Regions from separate parts of the Mus musculus genome. Here regions 2 and 3 are each linked to region 1. The links are chromatin contacts, called in public HiChIP or PLAC-seq maps. All regions are on one chromosome and are shown on one strand. The core of a region is the stretch at or near the end of the contact, and the rest is flanking DNA. Distances in the headings are between cores, read along the strand shown. Region 1 holds the start of Dmac2 (distal membrane arm assembly complex 2). Region 2 overlaps 4732471J01Rik (RIKEN cDNA 4732471J01 gene). Region 3 holds the start of Cnfn (cornifelin).

Region 1 (2,700 bases), core at 17-2,516:
GTCAAGTCTCCACCTCTCTGCAAGCTGACAAAGACCTCAGGCTTTTTGTACAGGCTGTTACCTCTGCCTGAACACCTTTATCCAAGCCTTGGGGTAGGTGACTCTCCTGTCACTCATTGCAGTTAAATGCACCTGCTCTACAGACCTTCACTGCTGCCCTATACCCCGCCACACCCTAATATATTGCCCGTTTTTACCTACTTTTTTTTATCAAACACTAGTTTTAATTTTGTGTTCATTTCTTACCTATTGTCTTTCTACCTAGAATGATGACTACCTAAGAAAAGGGCTGTTAGTGCGACCCCAGCACCCACTGCGAGTGCTCAGCAAACATGAATGAATGAATGAATGAAGAGAATCCACCAAGAGTTCACACTGAGGGCTGTGGATGTGGCTCAGTTGGTAAAGAGCTAGCCTAGCATGAAGGAGGTCTGAGGTTTAGTCCCCAGCACCTCATAAACTTCTGTCCACAGCACAAGTGTGCCTGCACTCATATACATAAAACACATACACACATTAATGATAAATATACGCTTTTAATTGAAAAAAGTTCATGGCAAATATACCATACATGAGAGACTTTATGTAAAAGTAATAACTCTCTTAATAAGTATAGATGTGAACTCCAAACTAAAGATAGTCTCTTATACTCAAGTCTAATCTGCCTCTACCTCATCGCTGAGGAGAGACGTCTCAGTGGCAGTTAAGAGCACTGACTACTCCTTCAGAAGATCTGGGTTCAATTCTCAGCACACACACACGGGGGCTGCCAACTCCAATTCCAGGGATCCAGCGTCCTCGTCTGGTCTCCAAGGCATTGAACACACGTGGTGTAGAGCTACATGCACACACAGAGAAAATAAAATTTAAAAACCTAATAATAGGGTAGCAAAGTAGCTCCGTGGGTAAAGGTGCTTGCTGTGCAAGCCAGTGGATCTCAGTTCGCTTCCTGGACCCAGACTCGGCTCATCTCTACACCTGCGCCGCGGAATGTCACGCGTGTATACGCACAATAACAATAAATAAAAAATCATAATCAGTCGTACTGATTCTGCTGTAGAGATATCGGGTGTAAACTGAAAAACCAATGAACGCAAGAGAATTGCGACCGCACTCGGGGGTGGGGTGGAGTGGGAGGAGTAGATCCTTTACAGGAAAGACCGTCTCCTCCGCACGCGCGCCTTTAAAAGGCGGGCTAAAACAGAAGGGGGCGTGGCCACACGCGTGGCCCTTGGTGTCTGAACCACGTGTTAGGAGGGAACGTCCTGCCTCTTCTGTTTACGTTACCTGGCAAGATGGCGGCGCCCAGAGCGGTAGGTGACCGCAGCGTCCGCGTCCCGGAACTATGGTTCACTTTGTAGCTCGGTTCTCGAGACCTCTCTCAGCCTCCTGGGAAACAAAAGTCTGCGGAAACAGAGCGTCTCCTGCCGGACCTCGCTCGGGAGACGCCGTCTGGGGCTGCCGAGGGCCACAGAGAGTCTCGAGTCGCTTGATAGAGAAACCAATGGGATGAGGGTGGCTTAGCCAATCAGCGGAGTAGGACAGCTCTTCCTGGGGGGAAAGGACGGGATAAGGGTTTGGAGGTGATGTAGAACTAATGATGCTTTTGCGCGAAATTCCTGGGGGGAATTTAAGGATCTTGTAATCCCAGTATTTGGGAGGTGGAGGCAGCAGGATCAGGAGTTCAAGGTTATCCTTTTGTGTATCAAGTTGGAGGGCAGGCAGGGCAACGTAAAATCCTGCCTGTAAATAAATAACTAAACCTTAATAGGAAACAAACAAAAATCAAAGAACAGGGTGTGCAGGCGGGAGCCAGGAAGTTAATTTGGAGGTCCGAGGAAGAACCTGAGGGGGATTCCTAGAGCTTCGTTAACCTGGAGAATGTATTTAGTAGTAGAGTATTTTGTTGGTACTCATTGCCGTGGGTTCCATTTCCAGCGCTACCTGTAAAGGTGAAGGTTACGTGGACAGGATGGCAAAGAAATCAGCCATTTGGCAAAATCCTAGGGAGAACTGGGTAAAATTTGGGCTGGGGAAATGGTTCATTATTGAAGCACATGTGCTTGAGGCATGAAGGCCAGAGTTGGTAGAAGCGGGGCATGTCTGCTCACCTGGAATCCCAGCACTCTGGAGGTAAAGACAGTTGATTCCTCAAGCAAACCCACTGGCTGGGCTACCTGAGTTGGGGTGCTGCAGGTACAAGTGAGAGACCCTGCCTTGATCTATAAAGCCAGGGGCAATTGAGGAAGACAGCTGGCCTCCATACATGGGCACATTCGTGCAAGGACACCTACACATTTGAATGCACACTATGCACGTACGTATTCCACCACCACCACCCCAACCCCCAGGAGTGAACTGGTGAGAAATGAAAGTATAATGGTAGTTTGGGAAAAAAAAATAAGGACTTGGTGGGAAATTAGAAGAACCTGAGAAAACCAAGACTGGCTGCATTCAAGAATGAATTTATGGTTGGTTAAATGGAAGACTTTGGAGAAATGTTTTGAATCCCAAAGGTTAAGGATTGAGGACGTGGACATGCTGGGGACTGACCACGGTGCCTTATGAATATTAAACAGAGACTCTAGTCCTGAGCTACACCCCCATATTAGGGCGGGAGTGGTATCAGAAGGATTTAAAAGACTCAGGAAGCACAGGCTGAGATTCAAGGTAGGCCATGCTGTAAGAGTTAGGGGTGGA
Region 2 (2,700 bases), core at 132-2,631, 190 kb before region 1:
GAAGACAGTGTACTTATAATAAATAAATAAATCTTAAAAAAAAACCAAACCAAACAAAAGAACTAAATCAAAATGTTATGGTCATGAAGACAAAAACTTGGAACAACTCTACCAATTTAGAGAAGACTAAGGGAATTGAAGATAAGCTCAGAGGTAGAACACTTTGCTAGAGTGTGCTAGACCTTGGGTTCAATCACCAGGACTTCAAATCAAAAATCAAAGTAAAACAGAAATACCCACTACTAAAAATAACCTTTAAAGGCACGAAACAGGTAAATATGATATAGAACCTTAGGTTGGAGCTTGGTTCAGTAAAAGGTGGTGGCCCATGTCTTTGATCCCAGGACTCAGGAGGCAGAGGCAGGCAGATCTCTGTGAGTTCCAGGTCAGCCTGATGTAATAGGGAGTTCCTATCAAAGGCTACACAGAGACACACTGTCTCAAAAAAAAAAAAAAAGCTTCCAGATCATTTTAATTTCTTATCAAAGTTAAGAACTACTTATTTAAATTTAAGCTTGCTTAGTAATCCTTTTAAAAGCTAACTTAATTTTCTTAAGCTGCTGTTTATCCACATTTCCAGCTATTCCTGTAATCTATAGATCGAGTTCAGACTCCTTAGGGTGTCATTCATAGTCCTTCAGCATGGCTCCTTGGTCTGCAGTCAACCATGACTGACGCACATTTTATGTCCTGAAAGATTCCTGCCTTGCTGTTCAGCCTCCCAAATTTTTCATCCCAAGCCTTGTTTCAGATCCTGTCTTACTGTTGAAGTTTAGTATAATTATTTCCACTAGAGTTATCGTTGAATTCTGTGGATGCAATGGTGTGAAGTGGAAACAGGAGCTTCAGATTCCAAAATATTTGAATCTAGACTGGTTGTGGGGGTATACTCTGTGGGGGTATACTCTGGGAGGCAGAAACAGATGGAACTCTATTAGTTCAGGCCAGCCTAGTCTATATAGTGAGTTTTAGACTAGCCAGGGCTACATAATGAAGTTCTGTTTAAAGCATAGAAAGAAATTCATGAATATATGTGTGTATCTAAAGGCTGGTTCCATCTACAAGTTCTGAGGTAAGAGCTAACTGTGTGAGGATGAGTCATGGTGACCTATAGATGAGATACAAATGGAAAGGTCGCAGTACTAGACTCCTGTCTCTTCATTATTGTGGTTCAGTGGTCCCTAAAGGCATTTTGTAGGTTGTTACTCATGGTTTTATGGTTAAACTTGTTATCAATTTCCTGCATGGCCTTTAATATTTCTTTTTTGCTTGCTCATCACCAAAACAACAGACATTTTAGAATGGAATGGAATGCTTGGGACTTTAAGGAATCCATCCAACTGAGTTTTTTTTCTCTTTTCTTGAGTATGACTTAGTAAACAAATGACCTACTAAAAGGAGAATGTAACCCAACCTAGGGAGAAGGGAGGATGTAAGTTCCTAAGGGCCAGAGGGCCCACCTCTGCTTAGACAAACATGACAGCATAATTTCTAGGAAGCATAACTCCTTAATTGTCCTTAAATCCTGCGCCCTGCGTAGCAACTGTCCCAAGGTGAGTGAGTGTACATAAGTGAGTCAGCTCTCTCATGAATCCTTTCTGACTCCTCCACTCATCAGGTCTGTGAAAGTGAGGCCAAAGGGACAGGTGAGAAGGAAGTCAGATGCCAAGAGGCATAGAAAGGGACAGGTGGGGTTGCCAAGCATGGTTCAAGGCCGTTAAGCACTGGCTCTGGAGTCTCCACCTCTTTGTGATTGTTCCAGGAACTCTCCTGGTTTTTCTACTTCCTTATTGCATTTCTTCTTGGTGCATCCCTTTTATGGTCTGAGAAAGGCTGTGCAAATAGTTCACAAGACTGTCAACTTGTGACTTCTTATGTGGTCAGGGAATCTGGTCCTGCATTTTCCTAAAAAAAAAAAGTAACGATTCATAAACAGTAGGCTAAGGAAGTGCCTTGAAATTGTGCTAGGTGTTAGGAAGCAGGCGCCTATGTGAATATTGAGACAGAAAACAGCTTATGTTGGCTGTGTCCAATCTTAAAGTGTGTGTGTGTGTGTGTGTGTGTGTGTGGAGGGTGGGGGAGGTCAAAATCATTCTGGAAGGTGGATTTTGTTTGGGAGATCTCAGAAAAATTTAAGACAGCTTTTGCCCAGATTGAGTGCAGATGAAGTTAAATTATGGAGTTGGTCCATATCGGGCACATTACTTAACGCCCTTGTCCTTGACTTTTTTAGGTTGTAGAAATGGGCACGATTATAGACTCTTTTGAGAGGATAGCACTTCATGTAAAGCCTTAGATAATGGGTGCTGAGTGTGAGTGGTTGTGATCACGGGAGCAGGTAAAGGTGCTAGCCTGGGTATCTATTTTGGGATGGTTGCTTGCTTGCAGCAGGGTCCTGGCAGGGAAGCTGGAAGTGAAATGACCCAGGGAGGCAGGCATTCCGGGTCTCACTAGGTAGTTCTTGGAAAATAGCTTTGCGCAAAAGGAGTTTACAAGGGATGAGAAAGCAGTTATAATCTCCTGGAGGTCCAGGCATGGATCCTAAAATTACCTACGTTTTTGTCAAGCCTTGATACAGATTTCAGGGAATGCCCTGGGAAGAGCATTCATCTGCCTAAGATAGTTCCTTATGAAAAGGCCAGAGTCATTATTTTCATCTTTGTACTGTTCTCATTTATAAGGTGTGAAGAGAAGGACCGA
Region 3 (2,700 bases), core at 109-2,608, 250 kb before region 1:
AGACGGGCATGTCGTTGCAACAGTCGGTGAGGCCCGTGTGCCAATCGCTGAGCTGTGTCTGGTAGCAGGTGTTGGCGCACTGAGGCTGACTAGTCACTGGATATGACATGGCTGTGGAGGTAAGAGAAGGGGGATCAACAGGCATCCTGGCAGGACCTTCTGAGCCGCGCCACCCCTGCCGCCCTTCCTTCTGCCGGGCAGTCTGGGCAGGCCACCTGGCCGCCCACTAGAGGAAACATCACTGTACCTCCTCCCCATTCCTATCTGTCACATTTGGTCATCAACACCCCTAGTCTGTCTCTGCTGCTGTTGCCAACTACACATCTGGTTGAGCCAAAGTCAGGAGGGAAAGTGGGCACCACAGCTGGGCAGAGCCTCGACTTGGCTACACATACCACCACCTCCTCCTCCATGACTGGGCTCCAACATTTCCTGGGGCCTCTGGGGTAGAAGCAAGTGCCATTTGTTTTCGAAGCCAGGGTGCCCAGGGTAGGGAGGCAGCCAGGTTCCTGGCACCTAGAGGGTTGCTGGTGCATTCAGTGACCCCACCTTTGCCTTTCACGTGGTCGTGCATCTCAAACTGCATCTTGCTGGCCCTGAGGAGGTGGCTGCTGTGTGAACGGCTGCAGGGGACGGCTACGGCAACAGCAATGTAGTCTGTCCAAGGGATGCTGGATACTAGGCAGGGGAGGGCAAGGGACTAGGGCACTGGGGGAGACGAACTCTCAGGGGGGGAAGGGAGCTGAAGAGAAAGAGGCCAAGTTAACCTGTTGGCTGGGATGGCTAGGTGGGCGAACTACTCGCCCATCGTTTTAACAGCTGCCCGACAGACCCCAGAGGACCCTTCTTGGAGCAGAGGCAGAGTTGGAGAGAGACAAATCCTTGTCTAGGGAGAGCAAAGGCAGCCAGGAATGGCAGAGACAGATGGGAAAGAACTCTGAGCCAGGTGCTCGCAGAGACACTGTGAGACAGCCACAAGCGTGGAACATGGTACCTCTACAAGCTGATTTTACAGAGGGCTATAGGCTCAGAGACAGAAGAGAAATGCCTGATGATGGACCCATCCAAACAGGCTCTGAGACTGGGTGCTGGGCCCCAGAATTTCTAAATCCAACTCTGTACCAGTCAGGTTGGAAAGGTGAGACTGGGGAAGTGAAGCGTTGAGAAAGAGTAAGATGATCCCAGTCAGCGGCAGTCAGTCAGAGGCAGTCAGGGAGACAGAGCTGTGAGCCAGATAGGCAGAGAACCGAGCGGAGGTGCCTGCCAGAGAGCAGGGACTTAGGGAGGAGATGGTCCTACCTGCAGATCCACGTGAGGGGATGGAGATAGAGGTTCTTGGTGACAGCAGACACTAAGTTCTCAGTGTGAGGCCAGGAGCTGCTTATATGGGCCAGGCCACACAGCCCTGGGCGGGGCTCTGACAGAGATGCCAAGGGAGACTAGCCGGTCTGCCTGACCCTCTTCCCTTCCCCCTGGATTTTCCATCCTCCCTCTCCTCTCTGTTCCCCACACCCCACTTCCCCTCTTGTCTCATCTCTCAGGACTGAAGACCTGCGGCAGAGGTAGAAACAAGAGTGGGAAGAGATAGAAACAGAGTCAGAGATGGAGAATGTACAGGAAGAAGGAGACTGGGGAAGAGGGAGCAGGGACCCAGGGCAGGGGAGATAGGGAAGATGAGTGACTGGAGATGGGAATTGAGAGGATGGAGACAGGTAGACACAGATGTTGAGAGACAGAAAACTGCAAGATCTGGAGAGGCAGGGAGAGAGTGAGGGGTTAGGGAGGGATGCCTGGTGTGTTATACAGAGTGGGAGCGGGTTCCTCCCCAGTGTTCGGTTCAAGGCCCGGAGGCATGGGGTCAGTGGGGGACAGTCACGTGTTTTAGGGGGCGATTCATGTGAGGACCAAAGTAAATATTGCACCTCATCTCTGCTTCAAATGGGAAGGGAGGGGGCTGGGGACTGACAAGAAACCTGGGGGTTGTGTCTGGCCCCAGTTAACACCTGAGTGCGATGGGAGCAGAGATGGGGAGGTCTGGAATGTGAATCTGAGGGAGGAGGTATGGGACCTAGACTCCTGGGTCTGAAGGGGGAAAGCTGATACTGGAGTCTGAGAGAGGAGGCTGGGATCTGGAACCTGGGTCTGAGGGAAGAGTCTGGATCCATGAACTGAGGGAGGAGGGCTGGGGTTGAGACCTATGAGTCTGAGGGAGAAGGGCTGAGCCTGGGCCTCTTAATCTAAAAGAGGGTCTAGACTCTGGCGACCCTAGTCTAGGCTGTGTGTTCCTCGAGAGCTAGATCCAAATTCCCAATGAATTCCTCAGGGATTAAGGGACTGGGTCTTGGGTACTTGATTCACCAAAGTTTCCCCTCAACAGGCCTGACAGGGTTGTAGGTGACTCAGTAAGGAAGCGGCATTAGAGTTGGGTGGGGTTCCTACCATGGGTGTCACCCCCAAAATATAGGAGGCACCAGAAAATCGGGGTGTCAACTCTAGAAGAGGTTGTGTCACCATGCCACAGTGTGTGGGTATGAGGGGACAACAAATGGATCACCTGCCAGCCTGTGATCTGGACGGCCTATGACCACAGCTTTCTCCACATATCCAACACTCTGTCTCCTGGCACCACCCAAATGGCTGACTGGCTGTGGCCCCAGACTTATGGTAGTGAGCATCATTTTGCTTGCGCGTGTCTGTCTT

What was found. HiChIP or PLAC-seq counts read pairs in DNA pulled down with a chosen protein or histone mark.
Region 2: a contact with region 1 is called in an HNF4G HiChIP or PLAC-seq map of pancreatic cancer cells. The contact joins the enhancer-like site here to the promoter of Dmac2 in region 1. A contact is called at or near these places in 16 of 39 promoter capture datasets (the 3T3-L1 cell line, the C10 cell line, the HPC-7 cell line and 11 more), 5 of 15 datasets of contacts at CTCF or cohesin (CD8 T cells, embryonic stem cells, hippocampal excitatory neurons and 2 more), 151 of 484 Hi-C or Micro-C datasets (the 63-12 cell line, 8-cell embryo, the AML12 cell line and 90 more), 39 of 115 datasets of contacts at active chromatin or transcription factors (the 230-238 cell line, CD8 T cells, the HPC-7 cell line and 22 more) and 5 of 9 other capture datasets (adipose tissue, embryonic stem cells, embryonic tail and 2 more).
Region 3: an H3K27ac HiChIP or PLAC-seq map of microglia shows a contact between it and region 1, with 6 times the contacts expected there. The contact joins the promoter of Cnfn here to the promoter of Dmac2 in region 1. A contact is called at or near these places in 2 of 39 promoter capture datasets (liver and neural stem cells), 4 of 115 datasets of contacts at active chromatin or transcription factors (embryonic stem cells, kidney and microglia) and 3 of 9 other capture datasets (adipose tissue, embryonic stem cells and pancreatic islet).

Annotation. Positions count from the first base shown.
Region 1 is chr7:25,618,148-25,620,847 of GRCm38.p6, forward strand. It overlaps Dmac2 (distal membrane arm assembly complex 2), which reads left to right and starts at 1,267. Exons shown (of 6, transcript NM_001290487.1): 1 at 1,267-1,313. The coding sequence starts at 1,296. Gm38969 (a long non-coding RNA gene) reads right to left here and starts at 1,514. Exons shown (of 2, transcript XR_881901.3): 1 at 1,288-1,514; 2 at 521-838.
Region 2 is chr7:25,428,895-25,431,594 of GRCm38.p6, forward strand. The region is part of intron 4 of 4732471J01Rik (RIKEN cDNA 4732471J01 gene); the gene reads left to right. Among named protein-coding and RNA genes, the nearest start is that of Cxcl17, 17 kb to the left of the region's middle. Within about 2 kb of position 1,382, at least 53 of the 459 cell types and tissues checked have an H3K27ac peak or open chromatin away from gene starts, as enhancers often do. A contact at or near this core is called in the 63-12 cell line, CD8 T cells, colorectal tumor organoids and 4 more, where this site is marked.
Region 3 is chr7:25,368,366-25,371,065 of GRCm38.p6, forward strand. Cnfn (cornifelin) reads right to left here and starts at 1,359. Exons shown (of 4, transcript NM_001081375.1): 1 at 1,300-1,359; 2 at 1-111. The coding sequence starts at 109.